Linked DNA regions of Xenopus tropicalis: region 1 is linked to region 2. The links are chromatin contacts, called in public Hi-C maps. All regions are on one chromosome and are shown on one strand. The core of a region is the stretch at or near the end of the contact, and the rest is flanking DNA. Distances in the headings are between cores, read along the strand shown. Region 1 has its middle 7.9 kb from the start of abhd11. Region 2 has its middle 13 kb from the start of cldn4.

The links. Hi-C and Micro-C count contacts between places; a contact is called where the count stands out from the background.
Region 1: a Hi-C map of liver shows a contact between it and region 2, with 6 times the contacts expected there. The contact joins two enhancer-like sites. A contact is called at or near these places in 5 of 5 Hi-C or Micro-C datasets (brain, gastrula embryo, liver and 2 more).

The regions. Positions count from the first base shown.
Region 1 is chr2:42,491,615-42,496,659 of UCB_Xtro_10.0, forward strand. No RefSeq gene overlaps it. Among named protein-coding and RNA genes, the nearest start is that of abhd11, 7.9 kb to the right of the region's middle. Within about 2 kb of position 1,742, at least 3 of the 11 cell types and tissues checked have an H3K27ac peak or open chromatin away from gene starts, as enhancers often do. A contact at or near this core is called in liver, where this site is marked.
Region 2 is chr2:42,425,486-42,430,774 of UCB_Xtro_10.0, forward strand. No RefSeq gene overlaps it. Among named protein-coding and RNA genes, the nearest start is that of cldn4, 13 kb to the right of the region's middle. Within about 2 kb of position 2,391, at least 3 of the 11 cell types and tissues checked have an H3K27ac peak or open chromatin away from gene starts, as enhancers often do. A contact at or near this core is called in liver, where this site is marked.

The DNA of each region.
Region 1 (5,045 bases), core at 492-2,991, 65 kb after region 2:
TGATTCATTTGTTTCTTGCCCCTAATACACAAGTGTACATATCCCTATCCCCAGGCATTTAGCTACTGACACTGTCTAAGCAGGACACTTGCTGGTTTTCTTTCCTACTCATGTTATTGCAATGTACTTTTGCTGTTTACCTAACCCCCCCCCCCCCTGCTTACTCTGGCACAGCCTCCCCATGGATTATAGCTGTTCTCTGTAGCCAGGTGAAACCATCAGGTCACATGACCGATACTGTGACAGGTGCAGAAAGGGAGGGCAATAAACACTGTGGGATTAACCTCTTCCTCTTCTTACAATCAACAGAGAGTGTTCCTTCTGTCTCTCGCTCACATCCCATAAAGAAGGAATTAGTTTGATTATATTTCAAATCTGGAGCACTGTATGTTAAATCATTGTAATTAGATTACAGCATTTTAATAAGGTATGCAGCTTTTTGGCAGTGAATAAAAGAGACCAGTTGCAAGTGAATGTATGAAGCGATGCTGCCTTTTTTTCATGTTATCAGCATGCTCTTCTTTTACTCATAAGGGCAAGAGAGTGCTGTCTAGTATGTAGCCAGCCTGTCCGTTCCAAGACTAATTCCTTCCTGTTCCTGGCACAAGATGTTCCCAAGGAGGGTAAGCCAACATGGCAGACACTGGCACCTTGTAAACAAACACAAAGGCAATCTATGAAAAGGTCTCCATTTACTAAATATCAGAACAATGCTCTTTAGAAATAACGTTGTACAGTACATGATATGTAAACCCTGAGTTATCTGCCCCACTTTTTTAAACATTCTATATTTTAAGAAAATACACTGGATTTTTTTACCATTTTAAACTGAATTAAATTTAATTTCTATACATTTGCTATTCTATGTGAAAAATCTGTGTACGATAAAAAAAGTGACTTTTTCTGCAATGCCTTCCCTAAAAAAGTTTATAAATGTAATAAGTGTGTAAAAATACATACAAAAAAGTACTTCCTTTGTTATGCAAAAGATAAAGGGGATTATTGCAGGGTAATATATAATGTATGAAGAGTGGAGACATTAGATAGAGGAAGAGATTAGGGTAGTTATTATGACTGGACTACCTGTTCACTCAAACCTATTAACCCCCATCAACTAGCCCCCAAAAGATTCTTCTTTCATTTCCCTGTTATTAAAAGAAAAGTTCAGCTTCATTATGTACCAAAGTTAACATATAGATTCCAGGCATGGGATCCATTATTGGGAACCTGTTATCCAGAAAGCTCCAAATTACAAGAAGGCCATCTCCCATAGAACATTTTAATCAAATAATTTATTCTCCCATTTTGTTCTCTGTAATAATGAAACCGTATCTTGTACTTGATCCCAACTAAGATATAATTAATCCTATTGGGTTTAATTCAAATTTAAATGAGTTTTAAGTAGACTTAATTTACTATTATAAATCAGTGAAGAGTTTCATGACCATATTAAGGCACAAATCAAAGGACAAGCGCTTTTATACAGCTTGTGGAAGGGACTAATAATATCCTACATTTTTACTGCATGGGGGTGTAATATTCATTATAATATGCAAGTTTCAGTGAGGCATGTGACAGAAATTACATAATTAAACACCAGTTATAACTGATGACATCACCCCGTACCATTTATAACAATAAAGCTGTGTATAGATGACATGACCAACATAAGCTATGTTTACTAGTAAGAACTTCCTAAAAGCTAGTTTCAGCCTGCCCTGATCTGCTGTGCTCTCACAGATACCTTTCTGTTTCAGAGAAACTACCGATCCATTGCAGGAGTGCCCTTGGGATGTGACTCACACTAGCTTGTTTAGCACATTTCCTACTTTCAGTCGTCTTCACTAGATGAATATAGGTTGAAACTTGGATTACAAAGTCATAGATTATTACATGTTTACTTGTCCTATCCCCCTACCCTGCCATCTATTTGTAGAAACAGACAATATTCGTGAGAGCACTTTCAGTGTAAGCAGCAATTTACATTCCTCGCGGCCAATCATGCTGTGTATTTTGCTGTAGAACATATGACTGTTAATGGGATCTCCTGTACGGAAATCCACCTCCAGGCTTGTGTGTTGGAGACCGTTTGGCATCTGATGAGTTACTGCCGCTCTGCCCCTAGAGTTTCATGATAACCAGAAGTAAAATTAGATTTCTCTATTAATTGTATTACATGTACAATACAAATACTAACTGCCTCCTGGCTATCTCCAATTGGATGAATGAACGCCACCTCAAACTCAACCTAACAAAAACTGAACTAATGATCTTTCCGCCTAAACCTGGTCCTACTCCCCCCTTTTCTTTCTCTATTGAAGGCACCCTCATCAACCCTGTCAATTCCATGCGTTGTTTGGGGGTGATCTTTGACTCCAGTCTCTCCTTCTCTGACCATACTAACACCACTGTCAAAACCTGTCACTTTTTCTTACGCAATATTGCCAAAATCCGGCCCGTTCTTTCTACTGTAACAGCTAGGCTGCTCATGCATGCCCTCATCCTATCCCGACTTGACTATTGTAACCTGCTGCTAACCGGCCTCCCTAATTCCCATCTTTCCCCCCTACAGTCTATATTAAACACCGCTGCCAGAATTCTCCTCCTCTCATCCAGGAGAGTTCAGGCCCCTCCCCTGCTAAAGGCCTTATCATGGCTTCCTGTTAAACAAAGAATAGTTTACAAACTCCTTCTCTTAACCTTCAAAGCCCTCCATTCCTCTGCTCCTCACTACATCTCTTCCCTGGTGTCTCCGCACGTTCCTGGCCGTCTCCTTCGTTCCTCGCAGAGCAACCGTTTGGTTGCGCCCCCCACTACTACTGCTGTTTCCCGCCTTAAATCCTTCTGCCTGGCTGCCCCTTACATTTGGAATTCCCTCCCTGATGTCCTCCGGAGAGAATCCTCCCTCAGTCTTTTTAAAACTAAACTTAAAGACTACCTTATGGAGCACTCGCCCAGCACCTGATCTGGAAACTGGCACTTATACTGTAATGTCACCCACTGTGACCTATAGCACTCATATTTGCCTATTTGTGTCTGTTAGTTACCCTCCCATATAGATTGTAAGCTCTACGGGGCAGGGACCTCCTTCATCTTGTGTTTCTGACTCTTATTGCAACTGTACCTTGTATTTATTTGTATTTATTGTTGTACTTTGTTGTATTAATGAATTCTACTGTACAGCGCTGCGTACATAAGTAGCGCTTTATAAATAAAGATATACATACATACATACATACATACATACATACATAAAAAGGCACACGTTAAAAAGAAAAGTTCTTTCAAGGTATTTTCACCTACTTGTAAATTTTATTTAAACATTTCCAAGTTAATTTCTAACATGCAATATGCTTGTTTTTTAATTTTTTTTTTTTTTTTTTTAAATGGTTTGCTCCTTCCCACCAAGTCACCTTTTAATGGATGAACATGGATCATCTGAACAGATGCATTTTACATGCTTGCTCACATAAACTGCTGAAAATTAACAAGTGAAAATAGAAAGTGTTACTGACCCATCTTGCCTTACTGAGTACAATTATGCCACAATATTGAGTACAATTATAACCTTCCTGAGGAATGAGATGAATCTTTGGAGCACAAAGGAGTTTCTTAACTTCCCATTGTACACAGCTGTTGCTCTGCAGTGCCCCATTATGGGGACCTGGGGTAGTTTCCATTGATTGCACTTTACACAAAGGCTAGACAGAGTTCTAGGGTCCATCTCATTCCTTTTAAATGGTCAGTATAACCCCTTGTTCTTCATGATTTCAATAAATAGGAAACATATTTTTATAGTTTTGTATTAATCCTAAAAAAATCTGTTTTTGTTATTCCTCTAGCTAATCAGGGCAAACATGTATTTACATAGTTACCGTATATACTCGAGTATAAGCCGATCCGATTATAAGCCGGGGTTTCTAATTTTACCTTAGAAAACTGGAAAAACGTATTGACTCGAGTATAAGCCTAGGGTGGGAAATGCAGCAGCTACTGCTAAATTTCAATAATCAAAATAAATACCAATAAAACTACATTCAATGAGTGGAGTATATGTTTTTAAATATTTATTTAAACAGTAAACTAGCTCTAGTGGAGAAGAGGGTCAACAAAAACAATATGGTATCAACCATGCTGCCTTAAGAGTACTACCCCCTTAGCTCAATCAGCAACCAAGCTGAAACACAAAGTGTTAAAATCCTTCAAAACTATATATTGTTTATATAGATTATAAAGTGCAATGTCTAGTGCAGAATGGGACAGGTGAGGATGGTAGATGAAGATGAATTTGGGAGCGGGCCAGGGCACTGGAGGATCTGGTTGTGGGTGGCCTAATTTGCACACAAGGACAGAGGGTGCTAGTCTGGAGGGACCCATGACACCCGACTCGAGTATAAGCCGAGGGTGATATTTTTTAGCACATTTTGGGTGCTGAAAAACTAGGCTTATACTCGAGTATATACAGTACATAGTTAAGTTGAAAAAAGTCCAAAGTCAATCAAGTTCAACCCTTCCAAGTGAACCCAGCACAAACCTATACTGACCTATATACACTCACATACATAAACCATATATACCAACATAAATACTAATGTAGATTTTAGTATCACAATAGCCTTGGCTACTATGCTTGTTCAAGAACTCATCCAGGCCCTTCTAAAAGGCATTAACAGAATCTGCCATTACAACATCACTAGGAAGGGCATTCCCCAACCTCACTGTGAAAACCCCCCTACGCTGCTTCAAATGAAAGCTCTGCTCCTGTAATCTAAAGTGGTGGCCTCTAGTGCGCTGATCGTTTTTATGAGAAAAAAGAACACCTCCCCCAATGCCACAAGGCACTGAATCTTGAACATAAACGAGGAGTGTTGTGCCAGAAAAAACCTGTATGATAAGGGGGGCTTCATCAGGGTGAACCCTCCATAAACAACAAAAAAGACAACAAGCTGACATTCTCATTTTTTCAGTATCATATATAGTAAATGAATGTAAAAAATAAATACCATTCCGTCAATATTTTTTCACTATAATACAGAGTCATCAAT
Region 2 (5,289 bases), core at 1,141-3,640:
AATTGAAAGGGTCAGACATATCTCTGTGAGACCATGAAAATGTATCAGATGTAATAAATGATGCTTTTAAAATTCATTATTAATTAGTATCATGGAAAGACAGAGATTCTGACAGGTTTGAAGAAGAATGCAGTCACACGGTGCAACTCATGGTTCTCATTTTCCTGTAATTATAGCTGGAACAGTTCCTGGCTTTTCCCTGCAGAGGGCATGGTAACCCAGCCGGATCAGTGCTCTGAAATGAAGAACAAACAGGCAATGGGGAATGGGTAGTAAAAACATAAATCTTGACTGCTGTCATATGTTAATATAAATTACAATAATTAGGTTTCCTCAGGAACTCAAATGTGTTAAACATTATTAAATAAGCTATTACCCAAGAAAGTCAGTGAAAAGAATGAAATAACTTGTTCTAGGGCATTTTCAAACCTTTGGACAAAGTAAGTGAATGCTGGCATTTAATCAAGAGGCACAGGTTATAATTAGGCAGGACAGACGTCAAAGCTACACAAAATATCAGCACACAAAGCAAGTGGTTGTGTCCTTGATCCGGTTTCTGACTGGTCATTCCTATTTACCTTAGCTTTTTCATAGGCCCATATTTGTATTATGATGAGAAAGGCTATAGCAACAAAAAAACAGAAGTAATAGACCTGTGTCTCTACCTACTAAGGATAAAAAAGCTGGTGATCCAGGCTAACAAAACCTGCATAGACCGAAAGCTATAGGAGCAGATAGGGATGTCAAGATTGAAGCCAGCTATTGATGTTTCTAAGTAATATCGATGGCCCTCACTCTGCTTAAGTACTCTGTAGATGTATTTGAATGGTATTAGCATTGTAAACATGCAGTATGAGGAATAATTGGCCAACTACATGTAAAGAAATTGGCAGAATTGGCAGGTAAGGCTTACCAAGAAGGCCAAATTGTCAAAAACATAAGCTCCCACACAGTTTAATGCAGGGGCAAACAGTTAAAACCAATCTTGCAGGTACATATTTCATAACATAGATCAAAAGTAACTACGGTTTGATAAGAAATATTGACGTAAACATATAATAACTTTTTTATTAGATATAATAACCCATGTACTATTTATAGTACAAAGTTTAGTTTATTGCCCCTTGAAGGACAAGGAACCCATGTATATATCATATGGTGTCTCTGCCCCTCTTCTAATCGCACCACACACATTTCCCAATACTGCTTGTTTGCCAAGACCTGTTATCAAAATGCAGAGTAGCACAGTAGGGTTGGCACATGATATCTTTAGTTGTTTGACATCCTTTTTACAGCTCTCTGGTAGCAAGGAACACGTCTGCTATGTGCTCCTGAATTTCCTAGTCAGGGTTTGTCACCAACAAGCTGCGAAAAGGATGTCTAGCAGCCAGTGATTGGGCCACCAACCTCATTGCACTGCTCAGCCTTTTAATAAAAGGTACGTCCAAATGGAGCAGTATTAGGGAGTGTGGGTGGTGCAGTTCAGGTAGAGGGGCTCTGCAGAGAGAAATAAAATATATACATTGGTTTCCTTTAAACTATCTTGCTATATTCATTGTAGTGTCCCTAAAAAGAAAGTTGATCAGTTGGACAGGAGGTGCTGGTAGTTCCAGGTTCCCCTGTATCAAAAGGCACAGCAGTGCTTAATTCAGAATGGAAGGACTGAGCAGTGCCAGGCACAACTATATGGAAGTGAAAGGAGTGCATTTTGGCAAAGTGGTTTTACACACAACCCAGTGCGGGGAGATTGCAGAGACTGAAACTGCACTTTTGGATGTAAATAAGAACTTTTGCGCAGCACTAATCTGTGCAATAAAGAACTTCATGAGAAGCATAGTTATTTATTTATTTTGGATACTGATATGCGTATAGCACCAGGGCCAGTGTCCCAGTTATAAGTGATTGTCTACATTTACATTGTACATTATAGTGACCCGTTTATGTAATACGGACATTTCCAAACTAATGGCAGCTTTAAGTCCTAACATTAAAATAGTTTAAACAGCTTTTGGCTAAATGCAGTTGTGACTATTCTCCATTCAGAGAGTGCATTCTGTGTGGTAGGATATCAGGTATCAGATCTCCTTCAAATGTTGCACTGGCTTTGATCTGTGCCCACCTTTAACCGGCCAGTGCATCCCCAGGGGCAAAGCTCAAACTTCATGAGCAATGCCCTGTTCCTTTGGGAAAGGACCTTTTTGGCCCCTCTCTTTTTTTATCAATGTCAAAGTCTTGAGGTTTTTCTCTGACTGTAACAAACAAACTACCGTACCTCTTGTGTGCAGCTCTTACTACTGTGGTAGGAAATTCAAATTTAAACCAATCAGCAAGGATAGCCAATCCCAGTGCAGTGCAGGAATTACACAGACGAAGGGGCGTGCTAAATGTGGTGTGTGTTCTTTACTCCGTCGTGGCTGTCAGGTTTGTGTGTGCCCAGAAGCAGGATAGGCAACAGGACACAGTCAGTGCAATAGGAGAAGTTTCCATGCCTCCCTGACACCCCTCAGAGCAGAAAGCACACCCAGCTTGCAGTGTGTTACACTGTTGGTCATTTTAAAAAATATCCAAGTTTTGTTTTATGTGAGGACACTAAGGGGCAGATTTAGCAAATATAAGATTAGAATTTACCACTGAAAAATTCACCCACTTTTAATTAATTCCTATGAGATTTTTAGAAGCGTATTTATTAATGGGTGAACGTTAGAGTTCTCCATTTGATAGATAAACTTCCAAAAATTCCTAAATAGAAATTTAATTTTTCTGTGTTGAGGTCTAATCTCATAGTTAGATAAATCTATCGGCAGCTATAGTCGGCCCGTGTATGGCCACCTTTAGTGAAGTTTGAGGGTCACATTAATTAAGCCAATATCTATTATCTTGCAGTAGATAACACTGTTTGAACTGAAGACATAACCAGCATTTTTTTGAGCTTACACATAGGCAGAACTGGATAGAGACAGAAAAGCAGAAAAGAGATTTTTATCTAATGTGGTTTTTTTTGTCTGGGCTTATTGATTTTCAAATGGAAAAAAACCTGTTTCTCAGCTTTGTGACGTGACTTTTCAGTTACATAGAAAAGGAAATATGTGAATTTGTCTCGATTGCCTCTCAGCAGTTTACATTGCCTCTCCCATAAAAACTGGTACAGAAAAAAAAAAACAGAAAATAAGCCACTTGAAACGATGGCAGTTAATATAGTGGCAGCAGTCTTACAAAAAATGTCCTCCTCTTCCTCAGATGTTTCCCTTACACAGAAATCACCCACACACTATGTTCTTATGTTTCTTCCTGTTCTCAGAAGTGTTGGGCAATGCATTTGCTACCCGTCTTGCGCGGATAGTATATTATGACTCTATGAGGACAGCGGGTTTGAAACTGAAATTTAGGGCAATACATTTGAGCTCAATTCTTCTCCTTGTTTTTTTTTGTGCTGTGTTACAGAAATGATAAGATGAAGCACAAGTTGTTTTCTCCTATTCATTGTTGTAAAGGTCCTTCTTCTCTGCTTTTTTAAACTTCATTAGGGCAAGGGCACATGAAGTTTATATATATATATGACATGCTCCTCTCCATTTGCGCCTTGCAGCCAGGCGGAATGAAGCGGATCCACTCCTATACACTTCCAGCTGCAATGGTAGGCACAGCGTCAGCCTGAGTGTAGCTTCACATATACTTTCATGTTTTTGGGGGTGATCTCAATTCTGCTCTGTGTAGCTACACTCCGGTTAAAGTTGTGCCTGTCAGTGCAGCTAAATCCAGAAGCAAGTCAGACTGGTCCAGTGAGGCACTAGGAAAAACCAGATGGGCCTTGGCCCCTGTGGCCCCCGCTGACCCAGGCCTGCTCCCTCCGCCAAGTGCAGGTGCCATTGAATTTCCACCCCATTGTGGCCACAAGGAGTATGTATGGAACACAGTGGTTTTAAATTGTGACTGGTGTGGGGGCCCCCAGGGCGCAGTCCCGGTGGGCCCAAGACACCCCAGTCAGACCCTGAGCATACAGGAGCATATCGATTTCACTCTGTCTGGCTATAAAACGAAGACAGAAAGAGGCCATTCATACGCTTCATGTGCCCTTGCCCCCCACTTCCTGCAAACTCACTTTTAGAAGGAGAGTGCATCAGCTTGGGTGCAGGCACGAGGAACTGATTTTGGCATAGGACGGCATACTCAAGCAGGACACAGGCAGAGAATTCACCATGTGTGGTTGCAGCATCACTTCATAAACCTGACAAAGGGAGCTACCAACTCCTTAATATGTTGTACACTGGCTTAATAAACAAAGCACATAATTAGCATTACTTGTCAGTGCTTTTTGCTCCTTTTTACAAATTTTAGAGACTGTTTAGATGGTGCTACGCCTGGGAGCATTGCGCCATGATAAATAATTGCACTATTAGTGGAGGGAATACTCTCAAAGCCTTTCATGAGAGTCTAACAACATATCCATTTTCAGAAAATAGAGATTCTGTTCTTTAAAATATCATTTGCTCCAGTTGCAAGGGACGGCCCTGTGTCACATGATAGTTCCTGAAATAAAGAGCACTCCTGAGATATTCTTGCACTGACCCCAGATGTAGACATGCACATTTTTTCTTTAGGAAAGAAAAACCTGTTGAACAAGACTTTCCTCATAACTCAAATGCCTGTGTGCTTATAACTGCCCACCAAGCTAAATCCAGTGTTCAAGGTAAATGTTTAATCAGCCATTTACAAGAACAAAACTATTGTTTCTGTCGCATTTATAGTCCCATTTATGTAAGCTAAGAATATATTCAACTTTGCCACTGAAACATTTGCTTTATCTATTGTCCACTAGTATTCCTAGGCTATGTACACTCTTAAAAATATATATGAGCCTACATTGATTTATCATTTATCTGTATATCATATAGATATCATATAGATTGTAAGCTCTAGGATGCAGGGACCTCCATCCTCTTGTGTCTTTGACTCTTAACTTATTGCAACTATATTTATCTTGTATTTATCTGTATTTTTTGTTACACTTTATTTATATAAATAAAAATATATTTATACTCTATTTATCTATTATTATCTCAACAACCCCCTGTTTGCATTAGTGTATTCTACTGTACAGCGCTGCGTACATAAGTAGCACTTTATAAACAAAGATATACATACATACATACATACATACATACATTTATCTACACTGAATACATCTGCCATTTATATTTCCAATTTTTGCAATGCATCCAAATACCTTTTTCAAACAAAAAAAAAACCTATATTTTCATTTTATTATCTACACCAACATTTTTTTCTCAC